2 separate regions of the Mus musculus genome follow, and region 2 is linked to region 1. The links are chromatin contacts, called in public HiChIP or PLAC-seq maps. All regions are on one chromosome and are shown on one strand. Each heading gives the region's core, a stretch centred on a gene start, on an enhancer-like site or on the middle of the called end of the contact. The rest is flanking DNA. Distances are from core to core; before and after follow the strand shown.

Region 1 (7,475 bases), core at 1,326-3,825:
CATGCAGTTAGTATCCTGGGCCACACTGCTAACGCTCCTGGTGCCGGACCTGGTTGAGATGAGGAGCCCTGACTCCGCGGCGGCCGTGCGCAAGGACAGGCTGCACCCGAGGCAAGGTAACATGGCTCTGAACCCTGAAGCCCCCCCCCCACGCCCCCACACACTCCATCGCCACCTTCTTGAACACGCTCTGGGGCGGGCACCCCGCAGTAGAGGCCTCTCTCCTTTTCCTAGAAAGAATTACCTCTCCTTTCGGAACCTCTCCCTTCTCTGGGTCATCCTTAGTCAACTATTAGGGAAGGAAGCACTGCAAGAATTTTAGGGCCACCCCCACCCCCAGTCCTTTTTACCTGACTTTTTTTACCCTCCTTATCCCTTGACCCAAACCAGTCCTAATTAATAGCTTGGATCACCAGATAGCACACATTTTATTTTATTTAGGATATTTATCAGAATCTGTAATTATTTTATGTTTTTATATTTGTTCATTGTCTGACTTCAAATGCTGTAGTCTCGGCCCCTCACCTAGTTCTCGGCTGTTACTATTACAGTAGGCGCTCAACAAATATTTATCCAGTGGTGGAGCGTGAAGGAATTGACTCGAAGTGGCTGCGAAATAAATTAGGACAAAGCCCCCCATCTTCTTTTTAAATTAAAGCTTTCGGGGGAAATGACTGATTAGCTCACTTGCCTCTGTTTCTCCCTGCAGTGAAATTATTAGAGAGTCTGAGCGAATATGAGATCGCGTCTCCCATCCGAGTGAACCCCCTCGGGGAACCCTTTCCCACGAACGTGCACTTCAAAAGAAGGCGGCGAAGCATTAACTCTGCCTCTGACCCCTGGCCTGCCTTCGCCTCCTCTTCGTCTTCCTCTACCTCTTCCCAGGAGCACTACCGCCTCTCAGCCTTCGGCCAGCAGTTTCTATTTAATCTCACCGCCCATACCGGATTTATCGCTCCACTGTTCACTGTCACCCTCCTTGGAGAGCCAGGGGTAAACCAGACCAAGCTGTATTCCGAGGAGGAAATGGAACTTAGGCACTGTTTCTACAAAGGCCATGTCAATACCAAGTCCGAGCACACTGCGGTCATCAGCCTGTGCTCCGGAATGGTAAGTGGGCGCGTGCCCCTTCCCTCCTCCCCGCCTCCTCGTCTGCTTTTTTAAGACTTAATTGCACCCTAGTCTGAACCTACCGAGTCTATGCTCTGGCGTTAAATATCAACCCTGGCTTAGTTCTCGGGAATTGGGGGTCCACCAGCATAGTGTGTGCTCTTACACTCGAGAAGAGAAGAGTGTACACATCTGTCCCCCAGAGGGTCGTGTATCATTTGGAGCTGTCTTAGATCGGATGGATTGGGTTTGCTGTAAGCAGCCCAACTCTGCAGAGTAGGTTGCATGTCGGTTTACAAACTCAGAGAAAGTTGCTGGGTTGTGGTTTCTTGTAGCAAACTTGGCCGCTCTGGGGCTGTGCAGCTGAGCGCAGGGCGGACTCAACTCCTCATTGGCGCGTCCTGAGTCAGGGTTGTAAACTGACAATCCCTGGACACCCCTACTGGAGTGCTGGGATATCTCATGTTGTGGACGCGGCTATACTACAGTGTCCCCGCGTTCTTTCCTCTCGGAGCCTTTTATCACGTGCAAGGAATTTTGAAACTGAACCAGATTGACAGGGAAGCGGATCCTGTCCGGGGAAAGGAAGGGTGGGCCAAATACTCTGAGAGCCGAGAGTGAAGGCGGAGCCTGTCTCTAAGGCGGTGTTTAGGGTTGGAAGGTGGCGGCGGGGGAGGGGTGGTGCACTGCAGTCCGACTCTGCACCCTGCTGGCGTGGTGACTGGAGGCGCTAGAGTAATGGGAGAGAGCCTGGAGAGGTAGCCTTAAAAAGAACCCTATTCTAGAACCTGTGGCTGTTTCAAAATATAGGAATAGAAATGTATAGCTCATGTTTCTCTAAGAAGGTTGGGAGGACGGATACCACCCAGTGCTGTCAAGTAGGCATTTAGTACGAGATCCAAGTTGGTACCTCCACCTCTTCTTCCTGACCCCTTCATTACCCTCCATTACCCTCCATTGGGGCTAATAAGGTATCGGTCCCCAGCTCCTACGACAGTCGAGAGTCATGTACAATTCTGGACCCAACTAGGGTGGTCCTTCACTTTCCCAAGCGACGTGCGTTTCTACCACGCGCGTATGACGCAGAAACTTTCCCGCGGCTGGCTCTCCCAGCTCACTGCACCGCGCCTTACGCACAATTGGCTATTAAAAGTCTGTGCCCCTGGCGCATTTACCCTCTCCCCTTGACACACACACCCTCCTCCTCCTCTTTCTAAATGGGGGCTTGGGTACTCACTCGCATGCTCGGCTGCCACTTTTGCTGGCTGGTTCTTGCGTCTTAAATTCCAGGTCTGGAGGTTATATCCTTCTTCGACCTCCAAGAGCCTGCTCTTGGATCCCGGCAGGAGCTCCGCAATCCCGAAGACTGGGAGGAGGGAAGGTGGGGTGTGGGGAAGGGGTTGAACCCCTTTGCCCACCAGCTAAGTGCTGGGAATCCTGGCTCCCAAAGAGCTTCCTTGAGATTGATTGGGGGTAGGCGGAGACCGCGGTTTAGCAAGGGGAGGGGATGCTGCGTTGAGTCATCGCGGCCTCAAACCTGGGCCTGGACACAAGAATGGCTCCAGTCTTTGAGAGGTATCACCTAGGTAGACCTAGGCTGAAGTCTTGAGGCGGATCCCAAACAATCAGTGCACCCCACTATTTAAAGTTAGGGACCCCCAAGTCCTGGATCTTAGATACGGCTGCTTGTGTATTTCGTTGGTAAACAGTCTTTACTCCTCCTCTTTCCCCGCCTACACACCGGTGGAATCTGAGTAGCCCCAGCAGTTGTATAAATATTTTTCTGCGTAGGTCCTTAATTTCCATTGGTGGTTTTACATGGTAACACAGTGCACGTGGTCTTCTTGAGAACGGAAAACCGGGGCTCCTGAAAAGACTCTCTGGAGTATACTATCCCCAATAACACGGCATGTAACTTGCAGCATGTCTCTGAGGGGGGGGGGGTCGCTAAGGAAGGGGCTATATATATTTTTTAAATAAGCGAACCAGGTTTTTATGTCTTTAGCCACTAATCTAGCTCAGAGCTTCCTGCCTTCTTTGTCTCCTGGAATTATTTCCTCCCAAGACTCCTCTTTATCATTTCTGTAGCCTCTCTGTATAATGATGTTCCTCACTTTGCCCAGGAAGGCCTCCAGGAAATCTGCCCTCAACAGAGTGATCCGACTCTGTATGCCCCACACCCACACCGCCAACCCACCCCTCCCATTTGCAGTTTTCTGAATCCCATCTCACACATTGCTCGCCTCTGCTGAGGGAATGCCTGTGCCTCAGTTTTGTTTTGGGTTTTTGTTTTTTGTTTGTTTGTTTTTTGTTCTTCTTGTTCTTGTTCTTGTTCTTGTTCTCGTTCTCCTTCTTCTCCTTCTCCTTCCTTTCTTTAGGACAACGGTATGAGAAAGACCTCCATCTACCTGCTTCTCTCCCAGTTTATGTTTTCTTTCTCAACCCCTGCCACACACCAGTATCAGGTCAATAAGCAGGCTTCAAAGTCTCATTGCCACCCTTTGTTCACGTAGCTTCCACACCTCCTTATATCCTAGTGAACAATATCAAACACACAGCTGATAATCAGAGCCTAACATTACATCCTCTCACACATAGCCTATGCCCAATTTCATCTTAGTTCTCTCTTCTGAAATTCTGTATTTCAAGTAGTTGGCTTTATACTTTCTCTAAACTCTCTTAATTTCCAGTGATACATACATATATATATATATATATATATATATATATATATATATATGTATGTATGTATATCCTTTCCTCCTCTTCCTCTGTGTGTGTGTACATTTGCACGAGAATCTATCTCTCCCTCTCCCATACTATAGTTTAGAGGATACATAGTGTGTGTGCGTATGTAATACATGTATTTAAAAAAAGATGGTCACCTAAGTCAGCACAAAACAAGTTGGGTCTCAATGATTATTTCTGAACCAACAACAAAACTGATTTTGTCTCTGTATTGTTACCATTTATTGAGCTTTTGCTGGAGGCTCTGTGATACAATGCCCCAGTCCTCAAAGCTACCTATCTTGCTTATGAGAATATCTGGGCCTTCCTCTCCCAGGCCTCAAGATGCTAAGTGACCAAGTTGGAACTATACTCCTTAAGAGAATGACTAGATTTGTTTTTCCACACTCTGAAATAAAATCAGGATTCTGGGTCCACGAATCAGCACTAACCCCAACCTGCTCTGTCCCACTGAAAAGCAAATCACTTCCTGTCTGTGCCTCCCAGGCTCCTTCTACTGTCCCCCATAGGCCTCACATGCCCTGTGCTTATGAGATACCATACTGACTGCTGACAGAGATACCTTGGCGAGCATAAATGTGCTAACCTGCTGCTTCTCTGGTGATCTGACAATGTGTCACAGACTATACTAAAACTGACTTCTGCCTGAGTCTATGTTCTGGAGTCATGAGGAGAGTTGTGTTAAAACGTCAGGTTCTAGACATCACGCCTAGAAATTCTGAGTCTGGAAATACAGTGTGTCACTTGGAATCTCATCAGAAAAAAAAGTGCTTTTCTCTCAGGCTGCTCTGATCCTCCTTGCTTTGGGAAAGCTTGGCATTTTGTGTGCATTTTCTTGGATTAGACACCTGGGAGGAAAGTGCATTAAAATTCTGGTTCTTCAGCTGGCCCCAGAGATTTTGGTGCAGTTCAGCAGATAGAGGCACAGGCCAGTGACCTGGCTCTCTAGTCGACTCGGGACGCTGGTGCACGTACCCACACTAGTATTCAGGGGTGGTCTTTTCTCGCGTCCAGGAAATGAGAGAAGGCTTCTGGTTATTTTCAGTGTGTGAAGAAACAACAGTTTTGTGTCTCCTCTGACACTTGGCACTTTCAATGTTCATATAGTATTAAATCACTCGAGTTTGAGGCATTGTGAATCATTTGCAAACCTTGTAGATATTCAAAGAGGGGACCAGGAGAATGGCCTTTTACAAGGTGTTCCTTCATAGAGCTTGGTAAGAGCAAATTGGCCCAAGACCAGTGAGTTACAACAAAACCCACTGGTCAGTTCAGAACCTGAGAAAGTCCTCGAACTTGGCTGATGGAATGGCTGGTATATCCCATTGAACTCTCACAGCTGCCCTTTAGGAACGTCACCTCCAAATGTCCAGTAAGGAAGCGGTTCAAGAAGGTGTGGTGCTGGGTACAAGTAGCGGCCTGTGACAACACTGGTTTACAGGATATCTCTCTGCCTTAAGGGAACAGGAACGGTCCTCGTGTCAGAGCTACAGGCCTCACTACCTTTAGGTCATTATGGTCTACCTGTACCTAGTGAAGGTGAAGGAGAGGGTTTTTGGCTTGTCTCTTAGCTATGCCCTGATGCTAACTTTCCAGGCAGCCTGAACACTCCACGGGATCTCTTTTAGCTGCCTGTGGCATTAAGAGATTTGAAATGTAAGCACCAAGAAAAACCTAGCTATGAAAAGCAGGTGAGGTCAGGTTGAGTATTAGCTCAGACTATGACAGGGAGTGGAGAGGAGCCACCTGCCTCAGGCTACCTCAGAAGAGTTTCAGCAGAGGAGGAGCCAACAAACTGCCCTGCTCCTCCCTGGAATCACTCTTTGGGTTGTTTTTGTCCTTTCTGTTGGCTGAGTCGTGGTAAATCCACCTCTCTTCTCTCTTCACAGATGGGCACGTTCCGCTCTCACGATGGAGATTATTTCATTGAACCACTGCAGTCTGTGGATGAGCAAGAGGATGAAGAGGAACAAAACAAACCCCACATTATTTATAGGCACAGCACCCCTCAGAGGGAACCCTCCACAGGAAAGCATGCCTGTGCCACCTCAGGTATTTGCCTCTTGGTTAAATACAGATGCGGTGCTGACGTGGGTTCATTGCCATGCTGCAATGAGGCAGCGGCTTTCTCCATGTTTGCAGGACACCACTCTATACAATATGGCTTAGTCCTTCCCCCAGTAAGGTAAGGTATAGATGGAAACTACTGAGAGGTTTAGTGACTTATTCAAGGTTGCACAGCTAAGAATTTACCATCAGGATTCCAGCTCAGGAAGCAATGACTCCAGCCCATCTGTGGGCAAAGCCACCAGTTCTTGTTGATGCGCAGAACAAAGCTGGGGTCTGAACCTGTGACTCCAGTGAGCAATCGTGTATGTTTTCTTCATCGCTTCTACTCATTTGGTTTCACTTTTGGTTTCATGCCATGTTTTATAACTTATGCAAGCTTCACAGGGGTTTTCTTTATTTGTTTTTTTTATGTTATGATGGAGCTCACAAAACCTGCTGTGTGTTTATTGGTTTGACTAATGCCCTGTGACTTTCAGGAAATCTAAGAATGGATCTGGAGCTTCTTAGTAGGTTTCAGTCTCACCCTTACACTCTAAGTCTAGGGCTGAACTTCATTTTGGGCAGATTGTCACAGATTTGGGGGCTGGTCTGCAGGTCCATCATTAGGAATGTATTTTCCTGAGCACTTGAGGAAATGGGTGCGTGTCTGTGGACTTCAGTCTGCGGTGTTGCAGCATTTCTTACCGACTCCTAGGCCTGGCTGTTTTTCACCTGCTTACAGCTTACCACTGAGTAGCATCCTTACCGCTGGTTGTTCTTACGTATTAAGGCGTTTCTTACAATGGTTTTTAAAAGTCCATTGACTTCTTGCTTATGGAAGAAGTTTCTTTGTTTCTTCATAAGAACTGCCTCAACACAGTGAGCAGCTATTCAAAGTTTTCTGGTATCTCCATACAAGACCAAGACAACCTTGGAGAGTCTTGAAATGCTCCGCCAAGGAATTGTCAGCTTCATCTCTGTCTGTAGCAGGATTGCTCAGAGTGATGTTGCCTCGTGTCCTCATCCCCACTTCAGGCATTATTTCTAAAGTGAATCCTAAAAGATAAGGATAGCTGCTGCTCATCTGAAAGTAGTCAGTGGGAGAATTGTAGGTCTCTGGGCTCATTGCATCCATGTTGTGGTCTTACTGTGACAGGAAGGTGGGGTATAACTGAAATCACTTTACTTAGTCTCTCTAAAGGGCAGAAGAAGCCATATGGCACACATCTGGAGAGGATCATGAGTTCAAGGCTAGCCTGGGTTACTTTGTGACTTCCAGGACCACCTGGTCTATATACTGAGATGTTGTCTAAAAACAAAAGAGGCAAAAAGAAAAGCCAAAAGTTGATGGTCTCAGACACTTGAGTTGTGACAAGCCTGCCAGCTGCCAGCTAGTTTAATAGTTAAGACATGCCTTATTTTTATTTTTTGACTATGGTAAGCCAGCCTTATTTAGATTTCTCAAATCTGTATTAGCAAGCACATATTTAAACATGTGTTATATGTGCTTATATATGCTATAAACATGTTTATACATGTTTAATCTATGTTATTAACATGTTTTACAT
Region 2 (7,475 bases), core at 2,674-5,173, 1.0 Mb before region 1:
TAAACAACTTCCTGAGTTTGCCACACTATCTCACACATGAGAACCAACACACACACACACACACACACGATATCTCATCATGTCCTAAGTTTACCATTTTGTCTTGTGCCTCATTTGTAGCTGTCCTGAGGCACATGAAGCCTGTTTTGCAGCCCCTCCCTAATGGGTCAGCCACACAGACTTCTTCCTGTCGCCAGCAGACATCAGCCTTCTGTGTGCACACATTGCTTTCACTGACCAGTTCTTTATTTTCATTTTAATTTTAAGGTTATCCTAGATGCCTCTTCTCCTATGAAGTCCTGCCTCATCTTCTCCACTGGGACAGGCATCCTCAGGGCTCCCAAAGCACCTCACTTTTTACCATGTCCTGAGCCTGCTATAATTCCTACTCTATGTAGTTTGTGTCCTTTCGAATCAACTTTTGCTGAGCCAGGTAGTATGTCTCCCTTAGTGACCCTGTGCCCTCAGCTTGGTGCCTGGATAGTAAGATAACTACTTGTTGAATGAATAACAAAAGGAGAAATATGGAGGAGCATTCATTGTTTATTATTATTATTATTATTATTATTATTTTGGTTAGGCAGCCCTTACGAGCTGATTTTGCATAGGCCTACAGGCTGCTCAGAAGTTTGCTCCCCTCAGAGATGGCTGGTAAGGACTTCTTTGGTGACTTGGCAGGTAATCCAAGCCCAGAGTAAGAGCCCTTTGCAGCAGCTCTTAATTACAGTCTCTATTGCTGTACCTCCCTCAATGATAGCCTTCCTGTTTTATGACTTTTTGTCTTCAATGATGTGACAGCATCTAAGATTGTTGCTTCCGAGTGGCCACGTTCCTTGTGAGGATAAATGCCTTACCTGACAGGGCTTGTCATTTGCCGTGCTGCCACTGTCAAAGCGAGATGCAAGATGCAGCTCATGGCTCATTCAGCAATGTCACTTCTCTGCAATGCTAAGCGTGCGCGCGCGCGCGCGCGCACACACACACACACACACACACACACACGCACACACGCACGCACGCACGCACACACACACACCTTCTGCCTCCCATGTCTTGCAGCTCTGCTCTCAGGAGCTCATTTTCCCACACAGGCAAAGAAATGTCTCCTGGAAGGGGGAAGGAGAAGGAGATGTGGAGCCTGTTGTATAGCTTGATCTTTTGTTGGTCAAGGTTCTCCTTGATTCTGAGACCATTGTAACCTGCCTAAGAGGTATTGATTATTAACTTATAGGAATTTTTTTTTTTTTGAGACAGTGTTTCTCTGTGTAGCCCGGCCTGTCCTGGAACTCACTTTGTAGACCAGGCTGACCTTGAACTCAGAAATCCGCCTGCCTCTGCCTCCCGAGTGCTGGGATTAAAGGCGTGTGCCACCACGCCCAGCTAATTTATAGGAATTTACAAAGAGATTACCTGTGTTTGATCTCTAAGACATTTTAAATTGGATCTGATAAACAGGTGACCTCAATCTTTATTTACAGAGGTGCCATACTTAGATGGATAGTTGACCATCCGCCCACACTGACCACGTATCCCCCTCATTCATGGAGTTATGCATTACTTTAGGGACTATCTGGACCTATTAGTCTTCTCTTAAGTACCATTGTTTCCACCATGGCTTATCTGAAATCAGCCCATGCTGCCATGGTCTTTAACAGGTTGAGCTAATGATACGTTAGATCAGGAGCAAAGAAGCTGGTGCCGAATGTAGCTTGTCTTTGGAGTGTGTGTCTGTGCTCAGGTTGTGTTTGATGTTAACGAAGTGGTTCCAATTGGAGTGTGTAGAGAGCTGTGTAGGCATCTGAGAACTGTCAGGGCTGTTACCCTCTAATCAAAGTGCTGCCTAAAATTAAAAGGGTTCTTTAGCTCTCTGCAAAGCCTAACCTGACTTATAACATTGATAGTCACCTAATTTTGTAACTCTTACTGTGTCTCAGATACTCTCCTGTGATTTGTATAGATGGTCTGCCTTGTCATCTCTACCTTCAATCTCATCTAGGGTATATAGGCTCTCATGGGCCTGAAGTACAGACAGACAGATACATATTCTCTCTCTCTCTCTGTCTGTCTGTCTGTCTGTCTGTCTGTATCTGTCTGTCTGTTTCCCTCCTCCCTCACCCCCCCCTGTAGGTATGTATTCATGAATGTATACAGCATGCATACATGCAGGGCTAGGGGTGGATACATCTGTATACTTGCTTGTGTGTACCAGACATTGACCTTGAGTGTTGTTCCTCAAAGTTACCTACCTTGTTTTGTGAGAGAGGGCTATTTGAGGAAGACCTGGATCTCAGGTTCATCTAGGTTTGCTATTCAGTAAGTCCCAGAAATCCCCCCTATCTTTGCCTTTTTAGCATTGGGATTACACTCCTGTATTGTAAAATTTGTTTTCTTTTATTTTTAAACTCACATCTATCTTCCTGTGTCAGATTTCAGTGATCTCGTAGGCACACAGTACCACACCTTGGGCATTATTTTTTTCATTTTATGTGCATGAGTGTTTGCCTACATACATGTATGCCTGATGCCTGCAGAAGCCAGAAGAAGGTATTGGATTCCCTAGAAATGGAATTATATTTTATGTGATTTACCATGCGAATGCTGTGAACTGAATCATGGTCCTCTCTCCCGGAGCAGCAAGTGTTCCAGACCACTGAGCCATCTCTCCAGCTTCTATTTTGTTTTTATATTTAATTATTTGTATGCAGGTTAAAGTCATTTGGAAAATGCCTAGCTTGACTGTTACAATCAGGTCTTCTGCAAGAGCAGGATGCATTGTGAATGTTGAGTAATCTCTCCAGCTCCAATTTTTCTGTGGATGCTGGTGGCCTGAGCCCAGATCTTTGTACTTGGACAGTGAGCCCTTTACTGACTGGTCCTTCTTCCTAGCCCCCATTTCGTTTTTTAAACCTTCTCTTATTTATTTCACCGTTGGAGTTTGTTGCCTGCAGCGTGGTGAGAATTGGTTTTCCTCGCTTCTCACATCTTTACTGTACCTTGTACATGCAGCAGAAATATTTTCCCATGTGTCCTTGGCTCTCTGTAGTCTGTTTCCAGCCTACTTATCTATCCCCTTTATGGCACAGTATGAACACCCCGGCTTCCTTTTTCATGAAAACTTATTTGTCCTACATTAAAGAATTCCTTAAAGAATTCAAGATTTAGAACAAATATGAAAGATTCCTTCTGCGGTATAGGATTTCCTATCCCACATGTTGTCTATATGTAGCTTGTATTCTGAGATGTGCTAATGTGGTGTAATGGAGAGGTTAAACAATAAAAACGATTCGTGGGTGGTGACGAGCTCTTACCCTTTGGACTGTCCCACACGTTTTTCTCATGCTTGGCGCAGTGCTGATAGTTGGCAGTGTCATCACTAATTGCTCAGGCCTGGTCACTTATAAATTAAGGTAGAACAGTCACACAGTAGTCCAGGTAAGAAGTTCTGAGCCAACCTTGAAAAATATGGATTAGGGGAAAAAATGTTTTTCCCATGAATAGAATTTGAAATTAGAGTGGGATCAGAGTAGATGAGGTGGCTCACTTGGTAAGATTGCGCCCAGCATTCAGAGAGCAAGCACCGTTCTCTGGCCCAGTGCTGCACACAGTCCAACATGGCAGTGCTCATAATCCCTGCACAGAGGATGTTTCAGACCAGCCAGGCTTTCATGTGACCCTGCTGTCCCCACAGAAAAGTCAGGCACCATATGACTCTTCAGACTTTTCATCTGATGGCAAACAGAAAGGGGCACAGGCAGTCCTTTGCTGGGCTGGACCATCCGTCACTCCATGCCTGTTTGCTTCTTGCCAGTGGAGAATTTTAGTTGCAGTGAGTCATGAGAATAGCAGGCTGCCCCTGGCTGGGGTGGGTGGCACCTTCCCCTGGGCTCTGCCTGCGTCTGGGAATCACCTGCTCACTCACTGAGGCTTCACACTGGGTGCTTGGTAGGCCCGGGGCCACTGCAAAGATACTGACTTCAGGATCTGCCCTGGCACAGGGTGACTCATCTTATTTCATTGCAATGTATTGACAAGCTGAGTGCTATCAAAACTCCAAAGCTATTTCCTGCAGTGTACGTTTATTAGTAATAAACCTGACACTGGTTACGGGAATTGTTTGTTCTGGGCTATGATGGTGATTTTTAATGATGCTCAGAAACACGTATACATAATAAACATTATACACGCATATGTTTTTTGCTTATTTACTTCTTTTTCTCATCTTATATATTCTAGTGGGTTTTCTCCTTGAAATTCATTAAGACTGATTTTCATTTTAATCCTTAAGAACTATTCTGAAGATCAGGTGTCCCAGGCAGTACACACCTTTAATAACGGCACTCCAGGAAGAGGTAGTTGGATCTGAGTTTCAGGCCAGCTTGGTCTTACATAGCAACTTTCAGGTCAGCCAGGGTCATAAAGTGAGATACTGTCTCAAATTTAAAAAACTAAAGCAAAAACAAAAAAACAAGTCTACTCTGAAAGTCTAAATTCTACACTCGATTGGCAGCTGTCATTTATCCCTTGGTTCCAGTGGAGTCTGAAAACCAAACTGTTGTTACCCTATTCTGCAGACAGTGGAGATTCGAGGAATGGTTGTTGTTACCTATGATGTATAGGGAGGTCTGCTGCCAAGCTTTATAACTCAAATTTTATTAATGAGAAGAAAGAAACAAATGGGGCTCACTGAGTGCAGCCAGTATGTCAGGAATTCCACAAAACGCTTTGTCTACCTGTTGCCTTTAGTCCTCTTTCTTTGGTTTGATTTTCTTTGGGACAGAGTCTAATTATGTGGTCCTGGCTGGCCCGAAACTCAGAAAGTATGTCTGTCAGTCTGTCTGTTCGTGGGGGAGTGGTTTAACCTTTAAGCTGGTTTCTTTAGCAACTGGTATGGTAACCTGTAGAAGAGTATCACCACAAAGGTGTGTATGACCTTTCAGATTCCAGAGTCCACTCTGCTCTCCTGGGGGACCTCACTGACTCTCTGGGACTTTGAAGGACCTGAGAGGCCAGCAGCTCTCCCAGTTAGCAGTTTTGCTATGCTGTGTGGGGCCATACCACTCTATCTTCCCATGATATGTGTCAGGTGTTTCCAATCCATGACTCACAGGCCATGTGTGCCCTGGAAAGCTGTGAATGACCCAGTCTTCCACAAAATCTTAAACTTAAATCCTGAAATGGGGTTTCTTTTGTAATTCAGGTGCACTTCAGTGGGAACTTTGTAGATAATGCGTTGCAATGTGAGAACTTTATATGGGCCTGCAACCTTCTTTCTATCTGAAGGTCTTCCATTGAGGTCTGCCCTGCTCCCTACTGACATGAACTTCCAAATATATCGTCACTGCTTGTTAAAGCTCTCTGTAGACTTTGGCTGGGAATACAAAGCAGAACTTATCACTCACAACTAGAGCTACCAATAGCTGAATCTGTCGCGTTTGGTCCTGCCGCAAAGAAGCAGAAGAGAGGCGGCCACTCTCCTTTGTTTCGAGCTTAGGCTGAGATATACACTTTGTTACTTTATGTATTCTTAGAGCAGAGAGCAAGAGAGCAGAGGACATTTCAGCCAGCGGTCTCCACTGGTACCCAGTTTATTAATGATTGAACTCAAGCACAAGTCCTGTTTGTTTGTGTTTGTTTGTTGGTTTGTTGGGTTGGTTGGTTTTTCAAGACAGAGTTTCTCTGCGTGGCCCTGGCTGTCCTGGAACTTACTATGTAGACCAACCTTGAACTCCTGAGATCTGCCTGTCTCTCTGTTCTAAGTGCTGGGATTAAAGGCTGTGCATCAGCATGCCTGGTCCCAAATTCAAGTTTAACCACCGTTCGAGACCTGGCTCTGCTCTTGCTGCTCTGCCTGCATTGCCTTAAAGACCACATTTAAAATTTATGTACTGGCTCTTAAAGCATCTTCTCTTAATAACATATGGATTAGTCCTTGGCTGAGTCCGGGATACTAATATATCTATTTGGCAGCCACGTTAATTTATTTAATTGCTTTATAATTTTAGCTGACATTTCTTATCAAGATTTGTTGCAATTAAAAAGCAATTTTTGAAGGTACAGGAGCATTTCCATTGTGTCCTTGCCACCTACTATGTAAGAGAAGTTTCTACTATTTAAAAAAAATATATATTTAAGTCCAGAGATTAAAATACAATGTATTTCAAAAATCCTCTTTATATGAAGTATGGTCAATAAAAACAAGTGAAATGGGGCTGGGGGCGTGGCTCAGTTGGTTGAGTGCTAACTTTACATTCATGAGACACACCCACTCCACCTTCCTGTGTGTGATTCCCTAGCACTACATAAAACTGAGCTTGGCGATTGTATTAATCAGAGTCCTCTGGAGGATCAGAATCAATCAGATTAACATAATACCTATATACAAATATATACAAATACACATACATATGTATGATATATGTGTTTAACACCTCTTTGTACTCTGGAGAGGCTGACAGTCTCTAGCTGCTCAGTTCATAGACAGGATGCTCCACCAGTCTCCTTCTGGTGCTCAAGGCCTGGTGAGGCACCGGCATCCTATTCATATTGGGAAGCTAAGAAGGCTGGGTTGTGTTGTCAGTGAAGGATGGTGCCAGCAGCAGCAGCAGTAGCAGCAGCAGCAATAGCATAGATGCACTTAGCCGCATGGAGCCCAAGGAGCGCTGGTTTTCCCTCAGCCCTCTTTTTAGCTGGCCCTCCTGGAAGGTGGGGCCCACTCTGAGGGATGGACTTGCCTTTAACTAATCGTTCCCAAAACACCCTTCCCAGACCTCCTCAGAGGACTTTTGGTTGATCCTAGAGCCATTGAAATTATCACCAAGATTAACCATAATAGATTACCCTCTGTGCCCAGCACTTAGTAGGTGTGGGTAGGAGGATCAGATGTTTAAGGCCATTCCCAGTTATGTAGGGAGACTGAGGCTCTCTCGGATTGCATGAGACTACCTACAAAACAAAACAAAACCATACAGATCCACCACCACCCCATTTTTTTTTTTCTAGCCTTTTTTGTGGATTGTGAGCATTTATATTAAAGTCTACATTTATGTGTAAGGACACACTTCCTCTTGTCATTGGATTGTCTTACTAAAGATGATGATGAGATAGGGGGTTTGAGAGATGACCTGGCAGTTGATAGCACTGTGTGCTCTTACAGAGGGCATGGGTCTGGTTCCCACACACAGCTCAGGCAGGCTGTAATGGCCTGTAACTCCTCTTCCAGGGCATATGATAGTCTCTTCTGGCCTTTGTCACCTCTGCTTTCTCATTCGATCGTGACACACAGGAGACAAAATTTAAAATAGACATGATATGTATCAGGACTTCTTGAATATTTGTAATCTACAACCCTATTTGCTTGAGAAATTTTTATATGACACTAGGTATATAAATATATAAAATGTTGTATAAATCAATATTTGCTGAGAAGAAATCATAAAGCAACCTTTTTTGGGTGGGGGTGGGGTATAGGTTAAGAT

What was found. HiChIP or PLAC-seq counts read pairs in DNA pulled down with a chosen protein or histone mark.
Region 2: a contact with region 1 is called in a FOXA1 HiChIP or PLAC-seq map of pancreatic cancer cells. The contact joins the enhancer-like site here to the promoter of 9530026P05Rik in region 1. A contact is called at or near these places in 4 of 39 promoter capture datasets (the 3T3-L1 cell line, the C10 cell line, hippocampal neurons and 1 more), 6 of 115 datasets of contacts at active chromatin or transcription factors (astrocytes, embryonic forebrain, embryonic stem cells and 3 more) and 1 of 9 other capture datasets (embryonic stem cells).

What each region holds. Positions count from the first base shown.
Region 1 is chr6:92,935,682-92,943,156 of GRCm38.p6, reverse strand. It overlaps 9530026P05Rik (RIKEN cDNA 9530026P05 gene), which reads right to left and starts at 2,575. Exons shown (of 3, transcript NR_015530.2): 1 at 2,348-2,575. Adamts9 (a disintegrin-like and metallopeptidase (reprolysin type) with thrombospondin type 1 motif, 9) reads left to right here. Exons shown (of 40, transcript NM_175314.4): 1 at 1-116; 2 at 710-1,110; 3 at 5,748-5,910. The coding sequence starts at 2.
Region 2 is chr6:93,932,414-93,939,888 of GRCm38.p6, reverse strand. The region is part of intron 2 of Magi1 (membrane associated guanylate kinase, WW and PDZ domain containing 1); the gene reads left to right. Among named protein-coding and RNA genes, the nearest start is that of Gm22840, 46 kb to the right of the region's middle. Within about 2 kb of position 3,923, at least 23 of the 459 cell types and tissues checked have an H3K27ac peak or open chromatin away from gene starts, as enhancers often do. A contact at or near this core is called in pancreatic cancer cells, where this site is marked.